Linked DNA regions of Sus scrofa: region 2 is linked to region 1. Evidence: chromatin contacts called from public promoter capture Hi-C data. All regions are on one chromosome and are shown on one strand. The core of a region is the stretch at or near the end of the contact, and the rest is flanking DNA. Distances in the headings are between cores, read along the strand shown.

The links. Promoter capture Hi-C pulls out the DNA fragments that hold promoters and counts their contacts.
Region 2: a contact with region 1 is called in a promoter capture Hi-C map of liver, with 2.3 times the contacts expected there. The contact joins the promoter of CARHSP1 here to the promoter of C3H16orf72 in region 1. A contact is called at or near these places in 1 of 5 promoter capture datasets (liver), 4 of 47 Hi-C or Micro-C datasets (embryonic fibroblasts, liver and skeletal muscle) and 2 of 2 datasets of contacts at active chromatin or transcription factors (alveolar macrophages and skeletal muscle).

The regions. Positions count from the first base shown.
Region 1 is chr3:33,652,968-33,657,509 of Sscrofa11.1, forward strand. C3H16orf72 (UPF0472 protein C16orf72 homolog) reads right to left here and starts at 2,371. Exons shown (of 4, transcript XM_003354616.4): 1 at 1,679-2,371; 2 at 931-1,011. The coding sequence starts at 1,904.
Region 2 is chr3:33,831,753-33,836,117 of Sscrofa11.1, forward strand. It overlaps CARHSP1 (calcium-regulated heat-stable protein 1), which reads left to right and starts at 2,595. Exons shown (of 4, transcript XM_003124608.6): 1 at 2,595-2,696.

The sequences.
Region 1 (4,542 bases), core at 1,121-3,620:
TCAATAGTTGAAACAAAGTTCGATAATTTTGAAATGCACAAAGCTTTACAGCATTTATCAGCACTTTCTAAAAGTTTAAAAGGATTTAATTACACGATTACTAACACTAGCATTCAAATTCAAATCCTTTTTCCAGAGAAACCTTGCCAAAAATCAAACCCAAATTTCCAAATCTTCGAAATGAGAGTAATGCACAAAATCTAAACCCATTGTTACTAAGGAAGCATGATGGGCAAGAACATTTACCCACATACCTTCACATGGGGGCGGGGAGGGGATTAACTGCAGAAAAGCACTACCATGAAACACAAATCAACTCAAACTCCGATCACAGATCTCCTGCCAACGAAGTACAATTGGTTTTGAAGGCAAACATCCATGACTTGCTAGGAAAAAGCAGGGTGCTAATATGCGCACATATTATTCCAATTAGCTACTTTTCGACGCACTTAAATGCTATGCCACCACTATTCTGGGAATTGCCTAAACTCAAAACCTTTTCCAAGAGATGCTTTTCCACCAGTGTGCCTTCCACCTCTCTGTGAGACATAAATTCTTCCCAGGGTCTCCAGCTTTGAGCTTTTCAACCTCGACACTACTGCCAGGGCCGACGTGGGAGTGGGGAGGCTGTTTCAGCACCACAGGATATTCAGCAGCCTCCTCTAAATGATGACACCCACAAATGCCCCCAGACATTGCCAAATGTCGCCGAGGGGGGACAAATGCCCCCTAGCTGAGAATCGGCTATCTAGGTATATACCACCACCGGTATTCTCTAGTTGCAAGCTATTAATGGCTGGATTCAGGAGCAGAAAACACTCCTCGACCCGGGGCCAGGTCAAGGTGGCCAATGCCCTCGGAACGCCGTACTTATCCCCTGACTCAGGCTGCCCTTCCCCTTAGTCGGCAATGCAGCAAGGTTAGCGTTACCTTTGTAGAGGTTGGTGACAGCGGTGGCTGCGTTTTGGAAGGGGACCCAGAGAGAAAGTCCTGGCTGCTGACACACTCGGTCTGAAAGACGACAAAAAGAGAAAAAAAAAAAAAAAAAGAAAGAAAGAAATGCACAAAGACGGGGCGAGGGGGGAGGGGGGAGAGAGAGAGAAAGCAATGTTATTTGGGCGTCAATCACTCCGGAACGGCCATATTAGGTTTCGCCATTTTGTTCAAGGTTTTCGGGATCCCGCACTGGGTCGGGGGCCGGCAGGAAGGGGGTCGCGGCGGGCGGCCAGGGGGGGACGCGGGACGCGGGGCGCAGCCGGGGCCCAGGCGCGGCGGTGGGAGGCGCCCCCTCAAAGTCCCCGCCCCGAGACCGGCTCCGGCACAATAGGCCGCCCCGGAGCCTCCCTTCGCCATTTTGTGACCGGGGGCCCCTCCCCTCCCCTCACAGGCCCCGGGCGCCCGGCGGCCCGGCCCCAGAAGCGAGGGGCCCCCCGGGCGGCCCCCAACGCAGGAGCCCCCAGCGCCCGCCCCGGGCCACCCCCCGGGCGCCTCCCGACGGCCCGCCTCCCGCGACGCCATCTTGCGGGGAGGGGGCGGCAGGGCCGCGACGCGACGGCCGGAGCCTCGGAGACCGCCCAACCCCACCGCCAACCCCGGACTCTCCGCCGACCGCCCGACAGCCGGGCCCTAGGCGGCGGCGACGGGGGCGACGGCGCAAGATGGCGGCAGCAGCCCTCACCTTTGTAGAGCTGGGCCACGGCGGTGGCCGAGTTCTGGAAGAGGTGCCACAGTTTCTGCTGCTTGTGCTCGGGCTGCGCGGCGGCCGCCGCCTCCTCCTGCAGCTCGGGGGGCAGCTGCTCGTCCTGCTCCGCCTCGGCCAGGCACTGCCGCTCCCACTTGGAAAACCAGTGCTCGGGCCCGTGCTCCTGGATCTCGGCCTCGCCCTCCTCTTTCCGCTCCTCCATCCTCCGCGGCCTCCCGCGGCCTCGCCGCCGCCGCCGCGTCCTCCTCAGGCGGGGCTCCCGCGGGAGCGTCGTCGTCGAGCGGCCCGGTGGCGGGGCCCAGCGGCCGGCGGCGGCTCCTCGCGGCGACCCAGACCTCCTGCACCCCGACGGCCTGCGAGCCCCGCCCCGCGGCCCCGCGCTGTCCGGGACGACCCCCGCCCCGAGTCTCCCTACCCCCGGGCCCCGCCGAAGGTCGCCGCGGACCGGATGATCGCCGCCGCCCCTCGCCTCGCCGGCCTGAGCCGGTCTACCACCACGCCATAGCGCCGCGGCCTCTCTAGGGCCGCCGCCGCAGACCACCGAGACCTCCGCGAAGCCCGGCCTGCGCCACCGAGCCCACCCCGAAGACTGAGGAACGTCTTCGTCGTCGCCGCCGCCGTCGACGCCTCTGCGGCTGCTGGTCACCGCCCTCCCCCGCCCACATGCTGACTGGGGAAGCACCGCCCACTCGGCCCCGGCTCCCCTGCCCAGTTGGGGCGCGCCCACTCCGAGAGCCCCCATTGGTCCGATCCGACCGGTTCCGCGTGCCGTCCCCTGAATATAGAGCCGTGATTGGCTCGTAGGCCTGTCCGCCTGACGTAACCAGTGGGCGGGGGAAAGGGAGTGAAAGTCAGGAAGGATGAAGACTGGGACAGAGGGGAGGAGCTGACAGTGGTTGCGTCGGAGCCAACCGAGGTGGGGAGGATAGAGAAATGCGCATGCGCGCTAGTTGCAGCCGCAGCTGCCAGGCGGCGTGCGGGGGTCACGTGACCTGGCCCCGCGGCCGCACCCCGAGGGGGCTTTTCCGGCGCTTCCGAGGCCCCGGGGGACGCAAAGTCTAGTCCAGCTACTGGGCCCCTGGGACTGAGGGATGTAGTGGGTGACAGCCTCCTACGCCAGACTCTTGGGCTTCCAAAGAGAAGAGGGAAGTGAAGAAGGTGAATGAACTTGCGAAGCGAGTCTTCGTTTATTTCAGAGACCAATTTCCTAGATTAGCAAGTTGAGCCTTGGAGTCCACAAAAAAACTTCTAAGTGGCTAGGCCGGCGGGCCGCCACCACTCACGCGGCTCGCTTCTCGTTGCGTCCAGGGGGCTCTTGCGCCCGCCCCCCACCCTGACCCGTCCCTTGACTAGACCTCTGCGGCCGCGCAGCCGACTCACAAAGCCGAAAATAAACCTCGGCAGGAGAGCTGTGCCTCGGCCAGGCTGCGTCTGTGCCTTCGTGAAGTTGGCGGCCCCCGCACCTGTCCCAAAAAGCACACTCCTGGGCCATGTGCTGCAGCCTGCGTCACGCGCCAGCCCCCGCCTCCTCCGGCCGGGAATCCTCGTGGCCGCGCCAAGTGGGAGGCCGGGTTTCCAGGGGGTTAGTTCTGCGCCGATTTCTCAATCACCTGCCGTGTGCGATCTCCGCATCACCCGGGCTGCGCGCCTCCTGTGGACCAGGCGCCGAGCTGCGCGCTGTGGTCACCAGGCTGGGGACGTCCCAGGGGCTCAAGGTCTGGAGAGGAAGAAGCCACGTAAAGGGGCGATGACCGCACAGATGCAAAACTGGCCCTTAGACTCATACGCTGACGGCGGGGGTACGAGCCACGGGGGCTTGGATAAGTCCCAGGGGCTGCGAAAGCGCCCTTCTACAAAGCGGTTTGGCTGTAAAGCCATCACTTTTGGAAGAAAATCTGACCTCACTGTGGGCTACAAGTCCCGGCAGGATCTGGCCCCGCCGCCTCCTCTGCGTTCATCTGAACTCCACTCTCTGCTTGGCTAGGGCTGCCCAGCCACACTGCCCTTCTTTCTGCTTCGTCAGACCTCCAAGCTCTTCTCTGCTTCAAGGCCTTTGCCCTCGCAGTTTCCTCTCTCCTGCCTCGTCGTCATTCCTCAAGGTTTGGCTCAAATGGCCTGGAAGCAGAGAACGCTTGTCAGACCAGCTGCGTTAAAGTACCTCCCTCTACACTCTCCTGTGGCCTGGTTTTAGTTTTTCATAGCCCGCATTGCTCTCTGAAATGATTTACTTGTGTGCCTCCTCTCACCACAAAGTAAGTTCTTACAAGGCAAGGATCTTGGCAGTCTTGTTCTCTGTTGAATCTTAAGAGATTAGCAGAGGAGGAGTTCCCTTTGTGGCTCAGCAGGTCAAGAACCCAACTTAAAAAAAAAAAAAAAAAAAGAACCCAACTTAGTGTCCCTAAGGATTCGGCTTCTTTCCCTGTCCTCCGCCACTAGGTTAAGGATGCAACGTAGCAGCAAGCTGCTGCATAGGTTGTAGATGCAGCTGGGATCCAGTGTTTCTGCAGACCAGCCGCTGCAGCTCCAGTTGGACCCCTAGCTGTTGGAACTTCCATTTGCCCCTGGTGCAGCCCTGAAAAGAAAAAAAAAATTACTAGGAGAATTACCTGCTGTCCTATTGGATTAAGGACCCGCTGTTGTCACTGCTGTGGTATGGGTTCCAACCCTGACCAGGGAACTTACATTTGCCCTGGGCACAACCAAAAAAAAAAAAAAAAAAAAAAAATATATATATATATATATATATATATATCAGCAGTGTTTTTATAATAAACCATAATGGAATGGAATACTAAAAATATATATAACAATCACTTTACTGTAGAGCAGATATTAGCATT
Region 2 (4,365 bases), core at 1,345-3,844, 180 kb after region 1:
CATCAAATCGGGCCAGGGTAGTGAGTTGGTATCACCGGCTGCAAAAGACTTAAGTCACCCCACTTAAAAGATGGAACTCCCTGTGACCTGTCTCATCCTCTGGCCCAGGGCGGGCCACTCACTGAGCCTTGAGGCTTATCCAACCCACCAGCTGGCACCCTGGTTATCGGTTAGCAAACCCAACCTGTGGGCCTGCCTCCCCAGGCTGTGGCTCCTCCAGGGTGGGAACCGTATGGGCATTTTATTTCTGGATTGCTCCATACCCAACACAGAACCTGGCACGGATGACACACCTGGCAAGGGATTGTCGACTCAACCTGCACCAAACTCAGGTGTGAAACTCTCAGTGGCTTCAATTAGTTGAGAAGTTGAGAGGGGCTTTGAGGAGAAAAAGGCACTGCCTCAGTTTGCTAGGGCTGTGATCACAGAATACCATAGACCGGTGGCTTAAAGAACAGAAATGTTTTTCTCCCAGTTTTGGAGGCTGAGAAATCCAAGATCAAGGTGGTGGCCAATTCATTTTCTGGTGGAGGACACACTCTCCCAGGCTTGTAGAGGGCTACATTTGCTTGGGTCTCTTCTTTGTGTGGTTGTATTGTGGAGGAGGGGGACAAAGAGGAAAGGGAGACAGAAGGGGGAGAGTGTGTTTCCTCTGAAAACTGGGTTTGCTTCTTTTTTTTTTTTTTGCCTTTTCTAGGGCCGCTCCCTCGGCATATGGAGGTTCCCAGACGAGGGGTCAAATTGGAGCTGTAGCCGCCAGCCTACACCAGAGTCACAGCCACACGGGATCTGAGCTGTGTCTGCAACCTACACCACAGCTCACGGCAGCACTGGATCCTTACCCCACTGAGCAAGGCCAGGGATCGAACCTGCAACCTCATGGTTCCTAGTCGGATTCGTTAATCACTGGGCCATGACGGGAACTCCTGGGTTTGCTTCTTGGTGGGTGTCAGCCAAAAGATATAAGGAAGCTGAAGCTCTGGAGAAGTGTTTATTATTACCTGCATCACATAAGAACACCTGAAATCATCCTCAAAGCTGTGTCTTCCCAACAGCAAAATTGAGGAAGGTTTAAGCTAAGGCTCCACATGCATAGTCATGAAGGGGCTTGAGCAGAGAAGTCGGCATAGAACTGTGGCCAAGGTGGACTGAGTACAAGCTTTCAGTGACTGAAGTCACAGGGTCGACATCATCGTTCTTTTGCGGAGGAACCAAGACTGTTTCATCCATGATGAAATATTGCGTCTTTTTTTTTTTTTTTTTTTTTTTTTTTTGCCTTTTAATGCCGAACCTGTAGCATATGGAAGTTCCCAGGCTAAGGGTTGAGTCTGAGCTGACGCCACAGCCACAGAGATGTGGTATCTGAGCCGTGTCTGCGACCTACACCACAGGTCATGCCCACCCCAGATCCTTAACCTACCAAGTGAGGCCAGGGATTGAACCTGCATCCTCATGGTTCCAAGTGGGATTCATTTCGCTGAGCTACAGTGGGAATGAGCTATTGTATCTTGACTGCTTTTCCTTTGCTCCTGCATTCCTTCACTTTCCTTAACATCAATAATTTTCAGACCTGGCAATTACTGCAGGTTCAATCCCTGGCCTCGCTCAGTAGGTTAAAGATTGGTGTTGGCGTGAGCTGTGGTGTCGGTTGAAGATACAGCTCGGATCTGGCACTGCTGTGGTATAGGCTGGCAGATACAGGGCCAATTGGACCCCTAGCCTGGGAACTTCCATATGCTGCAGTTGCGGCCCTAAAAAGATAAATAAATAAAGGCTTAGATCACAAAAGGGCTTCTCATGTCAAGAAAGCCATGCCTGGTTCTTTTTCCTGGGACCCCCCCACTCCCACCCCCACCGCAAGCGATCTGCATATATGAAAGGCAGGCAGAGCTAGTGGGTTTCAGGAGAGACCCCCATGCTACCCCCAATCCTGGACCCTGTTGTCGCAGGACAGTTACAGGATACCTCCCCACTTCCCGCTGCCCCTCAACAGCCAGCCTGAGCCTTGATCCAGAGCTGGGCTCCCTTTCAGGGGCTGTTCCCAACTTGTTGTGTGTAAGGGGTTGATCACCTCTCTGTCTCAGTTTCCTCTCCTGTTAAATGAGAGTAAGGTCATTCACCTGCAGATACAGAGGACTCGAGGAGGAAGTGGAAATTAAGAACAAAAAACACAAACAAAAAAAGAACGAAATCAACAGCTCCCGTTTTTTTTTTTTTGTTCTTTCTTTGCATTTTCGTTTTTTTCTTTCCCTCCCTTTGGCAGCTCTCATTCCTTCTTGACATTCCTAGATCTCTTTCTTTCCGCTAAGACGGAGGTGCCCCGGACTCATCCGGATTCTGGAGCGAAGGTCAAGTGGGGGCCGGACCGACCCGGTTGGCTAGGGGAACAACAAATTCTCCCACTTTCCAGGGGCGTTTTCTGGCCGGGGGTGCAGCACAGGCGAGAGATCGGGTTCCCCCACCCAAGGCTTTGCGCCCGGCGATCCCGCCACTCCCGCGCGCAGACACAAAGGTCCGGTCCGGGCTGGTCCCGCCCGCCCCGCTCTTGCTCCAGCCCGCAGCCCCATTGGCCGAGAGCTCTGGGGGGCGGGGCCTAGGCAGGGGCGCCGCGAGACCGTCCCGTGAACCACGCCCCCTTCCCAGCCCAGTTCTCGCAGTTCGAGCGGAGCAGCTGGCGGAGCTGAACGGATCACCAGGTAGGAGCTTCTCCCGGGACCCCAGGAGGGGTGTGGTGGGGTGCCCCTGCCCTGTAGGAGGCCCAGGGATGGCCGGGATGGGACCTCGGCCTCTTCGTCAGCTGCTGCCCCGATGCGTCTCCCCTCTACAGGGTCTTCCGACTCTTCGGTCGGGGTCTCCGGGCTGGGTTTCTCTAGGCCCCTAAAAAAATACCCGGGCCGCCGTGACCTGTTTGGGGAGCACGGGTTACTCATCCTTCCTGGAGAGGGGTGGGTGTGGCAGCAGCTGGAGGGATTTGGGGGCAGACGTCAGGTTGCATTTCCCGCCTGGCCACCTGTTTTCTTCTTGCGGAAAAAGCCTTCCCTCCTTCTCGTCCTCCCCCCCCTCCGCCTGCCCCCCTTATCTCCCTCCCCTTTCGCCTGTGGGCTGGAGCTGAAAGGGGTGACTCGCGGTGCGCTGGGGCGAGGCGAGGGGGGCGCCGCTCCAGAAGGTGGAGCCAGCCCCCAGCCAGGCCTGGTCGCGCCAGCTGTGGACTCGGCAGTGGGACCTCCGCCAGGCCTGGCGGGGTGTGGGGGGGTATCCTGGCGCCGCGCGATTGGCCGCGTCTGGAGAGGAGGAGCCGCCGGGCGCCAGGCCGGTGCGTTTGCGTCGGGATGGGGGGCCCCAAGGCAGTGCAGAGAAACTTCCCCCGAGCCCACAGGCTCCCCTCCCCACCGGCCTCGCTGGCAGCCCAAGTTTTCAGGCCGGAAATGCAACGGTTTTTTTTTTTTTTTCCCCCTAAAAAGGAAGCCCCTGGCTCCCACAGCTTTTCTGAGGTTGGAGTGGATGTGTGTCTTGCGGGTGGAGGGCGCGAGACCAGCCCACTCCAGGCACCATCTCTGTTCCCACAGACGGGGGTGTCTCTTTGCAAAATAGGAAGCTTCCCTGAGCCTCCGTTTTCCCATCTGTAGGCTGGGAAGATTGTTTTTCCTACCCTAGCAGAGTGAGTGAGTGTAAAAGGAGATGGCGCACCCAGTGCGGGGAGAAACGTTAGCTATTGTCAGTTTTCACATGCCTTTTTGATATTTCTCCGTCTCTCGGCTCCCATTCTCGCCCCTCCAATCCCTTCGCCACCCTGAACCTAGAGGGAAGTTGTAAAAACAGGTTCAAGTCAACCCTCAGCTTAAAATCATCTCCTAATGTCGCACGGTTGTTTAATTTCCAAACTTGTCCGCAGAGCTTTCTGTTATCTCCTACCCCACCCCATTTTCTGCTGCCTGTCCTCCCTCTCCCTGGCCTTTTGCCCCTGCCGGACCCTCTGCCTGGAATGACTTACCCACGCCCAACCCAGTTTAGGACTCGAAGCAGCAGCCTCCTCAGGCCCGGGCCTCCTCTGAGCCCGCTCTGTGCTTCCGGTACTGGGGAGGTCTTGATGACCACGGCTTCTCAATGCTGGCGTGTCTGTCACCCTCCCCTCCATCCCCACCCCCCAACTGGCGGGGGTGCCCCCGTAGAGCACCAACAGGGCCCTGTAGCGTCGTCATGGAGCCCGGCCTGCAGCAGATGCTCAAAGGGGAATGAGCTGAGCCAGGCCTAGCGCGGGGCTCTGGAGTCCTGGGTGGGGTTGCGGGAGGGCTCCCTTGGGAGAAGAACTGGCCTTTCTTTGTCTCAGCGAGGGGCAAAGTCAGGGCATTTGGTTTGTGTCCCATC